Regions from separate parts of the Oryza sativa genome. Here region 1 is linked to region 2. Evidence: chromatin contacts called from public HiCAR-type data. All regions are on one chromosome and are shown on one strand. The core of a region is the stretch at or near the end of the contact, and the rest is flanking DNA. Distances in the headings are between cores, read along the strand shown. Region 1 holds the start of LOC4324023 (mitogen-activated protein kinase kinase 1-like). Region 2 holds the start of LOC4324051 (NRR repressor homolog 3).

What was found. HiCAR-type assays count read pairs that join an accessible place to other places.
Region 1: a contact with region 2 is called in a HiCAR-type map of leaf, with 2.1 times the contacts expected there. The contact joins the promoter of LOC4324023 here to the promoter of LOC4324051 in region 2. A contact is called at or near these places in 2 of 15 Hi-C or Micro-C datasets (leaf and seedling) and 1 of 4 datasets of contacts at active chromatin or transcription factors (leaf).

What each region holds. Positions count from the first base shown.
Region 1 is chr1:18,468,867-18,472,461 of ASM3414082v1, reverse strand. It overlaps LOC4324023 (mitogen-activated protein kinase kinase 1-like), which reads right to left and starts at 1,495. Exons shown (of 8, transcript NM_001428047.1): 1 at 1,140-1,495; 2 at 553-640; 3 at 66-203. The coding sequence starts at 1,213.
Region 2 is chr1:18,332,064-18,335,348 of ASM3414082v1, reverse strand. It overlaps LOC4324051 (NRR repressor homolog 3), which reads right to left and starts at 1,390. Exons shown (of 1, transcript NM_001428060.1): 1 at 820-1,390. The coding sequence starts at 1,390. The coding sequence ends at 902.

The DNA of each region.
Region 1 (3,595 bases), core at 246-2,745, 140 kb before region 2:
GATATACATTTTCCATTTAAGAATTAGTGTGGAACACTAGATGGATTTTGTGTAATGGAAATTACCTTCAAGGCATATAATGTCCCCACCCACTTGTGCCGAACTAGTTGGACGATACCACCACTCCCCTTACCAATGACTTGAATCATCTCAAGGTCATCCATTGACAACTGAACATCTTCCACCTTCAGGTTTGTTGACTGCTGGAAGACATAAAGATGAAACAGAAATTGAGAAATGTGAACAATGTTATATCCATGGATAAACTCTGAAATGTTTACACAATGATTCCTTAGCACTATTGCAGCACATAATACATTGCGAGAATGCATGAGTGGCATGGATCCCATGCATTGCAAGTGAGTATTGCATTCAATCAGCCAAATGAAAATCAACAGAAGCATGATAAGGTTTGACTGAACTAGTCAACCTGTACATGTGCTTCTACACTAACCTACATGTCACCATAAGGAGTACGATAAAGCAGTTTACATGAACCCAGTAGGGAGATATGAACAAACAAAAAAAGTAGCCATGGCACCAGGAACTCACAGGTTCATCTGCAGTTTCCTCGGATATAAGCTGCAAACCTCTTTGATTAAGCCGCAGTTCACCATCCTTGAATGTACCACTCGCGGTCCTAAAGGAGCACCAGCGATCAGTGACAGCTATTAAATTTTACCACGAACTCCCGAAACATAAATCAACGATTAGGCTGATGGATAAACAAAATAACAAACGATCTGGAACCACGAATAGCATTTCAGCCACTCTAAGTGAGGATTGAAGAGTCAGTTCAGCAACTCAGATCATAGATATTTCAAGCAAAAGATCAGTTAGACAGTATAAGTAGACCTACGCTTCTGTAAATCTTATCTCCATCTCAGTTCATAACTAACCCCAAAATCACAGTAAGACACTATGCAAGACAATTCGATCTGAACTCCAAAATCGTCAACAAATAACTAAAAAAAAACACAGAAGCCCTTCTATACCAGAGGCAAAACCTCGAAAGTTCATGACACCCGATCGCTCCAAAGGAGAACACACAAAGGAAAACGAAATCAAGTGACAGTAAAAAAAAAAAGAAAAAAAAGAGCACGTTTCAGGCCCAGGGAACCGAGGGAGGGGGACCCTACAGGAACTTGTCGACGGGCGTCTCCTGCGCAGGCACGGAGAGCTTGAGCTCCTTGTGCGGCTTCTTCCCCCTCATGGCCTCCCCCTCCTCCTCCTCTCCGGTTAGGGTTTATCCGCCGGTAAGAGACGGGGGACCGAAGCGCGAGCGAGAGGCCTATCCCGGCACGGATCTGCCCCGCGGCGGCTCGAGTAATCAGCCGGGAGTGGCGGGACGCGGCGGGAGGGAGGGAGGAAGCAGCCCGCGGCGGCGAGGGAGGGAGGAAGGAGAGGTGAAGTGGCGTCGGAAGAAGCGAAGAAGGAAGGAAGGAAGGAGAGCGTGTGGGGAAGGGAGTGGGATGGGAAGAGAAAGAAAGATGCTGACGATGGGGAGGGGGGTTGCTCTGTGGGAACGCACGAGTTGGAAAAATCAAAAAACTTGCGGGGCCCGCCTACGTATGCGGCTGATTCTGGGACACGGTCATCTCGTCTTCGCAGGCAATGACCTTGGGCACTTACCGTTATTCCCTTCATTCTCGATTCTTGACCTTGACATTCCCATTCTTTCAACTACACATATATATGGTGTGTTTTGCGAAAAGAGAAATTTATAGGTGTCACATTAAACGTTGATCGGATATCGGAAGGGGTTTTTAGATACGAATAAAAAAATTAATTTAATAACTTGCCTGGAAACCGCGGGATGAATTTATTAAACCTAATTAATCCGTCATTAGCACGTGTGTGTTGCTGTAGCACTTATGGCTAATCATGGACAAATTAGGCTCAAAAGATTTGTCTTGTGATTTCTATGCAAACTGTGCAATTAATTTTTTTATCTATATTTAATGTTCCATGCATATGTCCTAATATTCGATGTGACGTTTTTAGGAAAAAAAATTGAGAACTAAAAAAGGCCATATATGACTCACCAAACAACATATTTGTGAAGGGAAGATAATTTATAAATAAAATTTTTATATACGTGTTCTTAGCGATCTAAAAGCAAAAACTGAAAAATAAACTACGATAAAAAAACTTCAAAATCAACTCTAAATTTAAGATTGAAAATTCAAATTTTGGCTTATAAGCATAATCATGAGGCTGATACTTCCGAATACAAGAATCATTTTACGGCTTTGCTATTTTGCACTCGCATGAAAATTCGTAATCCATCTCCCTCTGGTCGTGAATTCTGCTTCAAGATCTGTGCACACTATCGGACTAGTGTGGAAGGTTTTTCTACATGGACAGTTCTTCAGCAGGCCTTTTTTTCCCAAGCCCATGGCCTTACCCTATCGGAAAGTCCTTTTTTTTTAATTGGATCCATGCCACTAAAAATATGCCAATTCAAAAAAAAATACTACTATTATTTACTACTATTTAACATATCGGTTGTGTGCCACTGAAATTTAAAAAAATTGGAACCATACTACTCCATCACGAAATTCCGTCTCTCTCCTTCCCTCTTCCTCTCTTAGCAGGTTAGTGTTGCTGATACGGTGGCGCGTGGTTGGTGCGACGGCAGATGACAGGAGGTCGATGGCGACGACGACTCCTGAGCCCTCCTACCGCCACCCGCACCAGCCCAAAGACAAACCTGCCAATAAAAGCGCTATGGTGGTGCTTGGTGTGGCGTGGCAGGGAGGAGGTCTCGACGGCGCTGTCGCAGTTGGTGCCGACGATCTTCTCTATGTCCATGAAGGTGGAGAAGAGGTCGTCCTCGGAGTCGATGTCGTCGAAGCCATCGCCATCCGCGCTGCCGACGAGGCCCAAGTTATCCGGGAAGCGGAAGGCTGCCTCAGATCTGGCGTGGCGACAAGGGCAGTGGCAACCACGGCCGGCTGCGTGGGCCCGTCACGCCGCTACCACCGCCAGGGATGGGTTTGTCGCGCATGTACGCCACCACTGTCTCCTCGGGAAGCTCATCGTTGGAGCCCCTGTGCACGATGTTGAACAGTCGCGGCGCCTGCAGTGGCGCCTTCGCCATTCCCGCTGCGCCTCCTTCTCCTCCCCCGACCAACGATCGTGCCCCCGCGACATCGCAGTGCACAAGACAAGCACCATCGTTGCCGTGGCCCCTGCACCCGACGATGGTGGTGGAGAATGAGAAGCGTCGCTGGAGGGAGAGACCGGAGAGAGGTAGGGAAAAGAGAAGAGAGGGGAGGGAAGTGAAGAAGATGAAACTGACAGCTAGGTCCCTCATGCAGTTGAGGTTAACGGAGATTTTCGACATATTTTTGACAGATTCGTAACCGCGTGCCACACACATTTTGCAAAATTGGAAACCATGCCACTGCCATCACATTTTCCATCCGTCTTCTTCCTTCTCTCTTCTCATCTTCTTGCTTTGCGAGCGTCAGACATCGGTAGTTTTGTGACGATTGCGGCAGTCAGCCTCCGCGGCTGTGAGGAGGTCAGCGCGAGGGCTCTGGCAACGGCGAGGGAGAGAGGCAGGAGGGGTTGGCAGAGAGCGCGGTCA
Region 2 (3,285 bases), core at 141-2,640:
AAGTCCAAGTTAAAATTTAAATTTAGACTACATGTTTAATTACTCCAACATTTGATAACATAAAAATTATGAAATAACATATAAATATATAAGACAAATAAGACACCGACACTTATTCTATCCATATATGAAGCACACCATTTAAACATTATAGCGATCTAACAAAGTTAATAAACATTATAGCGATCTAACAAAGTTAATAAACATTATAGCGATCTAACAAAGTTAATATATAGCGGGCTACTATAGCGGTCGCGAAGCGATATAATGGCCACTAAGTTCCAATACGCATATCCGCTACTTGTAGTGGTAGAGATCCGGTACCGCTATAGCGGCCGCTATAAACACTATTATTACCTTAAGTGGCAGGGGTGACGTCGAACCTCTCTCTAATCCTAAAACCTTAATACAATCACCCCATCGATCTCTAATCCTAAAATCTTAATACAAATATACAATCACCCCATCGATCTAGGTACTGGACGAGGTTTGTGAGCCATATCTCTTGTGTGTTTTTTCCTTAACAAATAAGAAGAAAGAAAAAAAATCGAAGGAACAAAAGCAAAACCAAACATCGACTTCAATGGCTTCATCTTTCATCTCTGATAAGTTAGAACCAATTTCCGCATTAAGCATTGGTGAATGGTGATCATGTTTAGGTTATAGGTTAAGAACAATTAAGTGGATTAAACTCACCTAGGGTTATTGTCGCCCGTGTTGTCAATGTGTTTTTTTCCTAACAATTATTATAAGCAAATCTTAGTATTAATAGCATCGCCGTGCCCACTAATTCTTTTAAGTATATATAGACTCATCTGTATGAACTTGATTTCTTTCTCCTGATAGAAAATCGATACAGTACTCTAGTCCCAACAAAAGAAAAGAAAAGAAAAGAAAAAAATCACATTGACAAGCTAAGATCGAGATTAGGCGCGCTGTCCACCTTCTTCTCCGGTTGGACTACTTGGCTTCCCTTCAACTCGAACGCGAAGTCCTCCATTACAAACGTCGGCCGCCACAGCTGCTGGCGATCCTGCTTCTTCTGGCCACCATCCACGCTCGTCCGCTTGGTCGCGACACAATCACCGTTCCGCCGCCACAGCTCCCTCATCTCCCTGACCTCGTCGAGCAGCGCGTAGAACCTGTCCACGTCTTCGTCCCGCGCCTCCTCTTCGTGGCCATGGCCACCCCCCTCCGGTAGCGGCGCCGGCGCCGCCTTGATGTTACCCGACGGCGGCGTTGGCGGCGGCCGGTCCCTCTTCCTAGACCTCCGGTGCCGCGGCTGCAGGTGCTCCTGCTCCGTCACGATCATCTCCGCCGCGGTGCTGCTGTTGCGTGGAAAAGGGGAAGTACCCGAAATAGTATGTGGAGTGGGCATCGTGGGATCCATGAGACCTTGAGTTGAGAGCGAGGCGCGCGTTAAATAGGACAAAGCTTCGCTAGCTATCCCTCCCTTCCTGCGTGCGGAACGAGTTTGCGTCACCGCTTTGCCGCTTTGGGCGGGCGAGCAAGCAAGTGCGGCACCGACCGATGGTGGTGGGCGCGCGTGCACCGTGCGCGATGCGGTGCGGTTGGCCTATTTTTATCATTATCTTTTTGCGTCGGATGCTCGGAAGGGGGGGGCGGTGGGGGGGACCTCCTTACGTACGCTGTTACGTTGGCTTTCCTGTAAGCGGCTTACGGAAGCAACGTCGGCCGGTCTGACTCCCCCCCCCCCCTCGCCCGTCGGTGTTAACTGTACGGTGTCGATCGACATCGATGTCGGGGATGCTTACCTGCCCGCTGACTACCATGCGCCGTTGGATAGGTCTCGGTGCTCACATGGTTTTTTTTATCCCTTGTACTGCTCACATGATCTTTTTTCGCTTTTTAACTATACAAGATGGCGTGATCCACAGCTAGCTTGGTTTGGGACCTTTAATTTGTATATAATAGAAAATGTTAGTCACTCCGTTTTATATTATAAATTATTTTTATTTTTTTCCTAGTTAAACTTTTGTTAAGTTTGTCTAAGTTTAAAAAAAATTGGTAATATTTTAAAAAACAAATTAGTTTCATTAAATCTAGCATTCAATATATTTTGATAATGTATTTTAATAATATGTTTGTTTTGTGCTAAAAATACTACTATATTTTTCTATAAATTTAAGTTAAACATAAAGAAATTTTTCCCGCAAAAAAATAAAGAAATTTAACAAGAAAAAAAAGTGAAAAACGAATATGAAAAAAAGAGGAACAGAGAATAAACGTTGAATCGAGATTACGCAGTGGGCCAGGGGCAGAATTTGTGAGCCCGTAAAATGTATAGTCGTCAATCGCGTACGCGGTGGCCGGGTTCGATCGCGCGCCGGCTTAAACTCGCAACTGACGGGCAAGATCCTACTGCGGTGAGCCGGGGGGCGGCAGCGCGCCACGCGCGCGGGTCTCGTGGGCCTCGTGGCGTGGGGGCGTGACACATGCGGCCTGACGTACGTCCGGCACCAGCGTGCAAGACGTGTGCATCGTACTGAAGGTTGTCGACTTGTAGTTGCCCACGTCTATGCTTTCGGCGTGCTGCAGAATTGAGAATGTCAAATACTCGTCTTTTCAAGCTGTAGTAGTAATTATTCGCTGTTAACGTCACATCTAAAAACAGAACTGTCAATGAGAGATAAAAAAAAACTATTCCCTTCGTCCGACGAGGGCCCCTTTGATTTGGAGAAAAAATGTAGAAATTTTGGAGGATTTTAACCCAATAGAAAAAAAATCCTATGAAGGCCTTAGAAAAATCATATCTAATCCTTTAAAATTCCTATGAAACGGGTAATCCTATACACATTTTGAAGAAAAGTTAGCAAGAGGTCTAACCTCTTGGAACATTTCCTCTGAGTCTATCTGTCTCATCTGATTCCTGTGTTTTTCCTATGGTCCAATCAAACGGCCATTCCTGTGTTTTTCCTGTGTTTTGCAATCCTCTGTCTTACAATTGTATTCCTGTCAGAATCCTGTGTTTTTCCTATTCCTTCGTTTTTTCATTCCTACGATTTAAAGGGGCCCTAAAAAGTAAATCTAGGACTACGATATATACTAGTACTATGAATCTGTATGTCCAGATTCATATTAATAGGATGTGTCACATCCAGTACTAGATTGGTTTTTATAGGATGGAGGTAGTACGAATTTACCTATGCACTTATCTATATATTAGGCTGTGTTCTTCTTGCTAGCTTTCCCAACTTAACTCCCTCATTTTCTACGCGCACGTTTTCCAAACTGCTAACTACTCTCTTCATCCTATAAAAAATA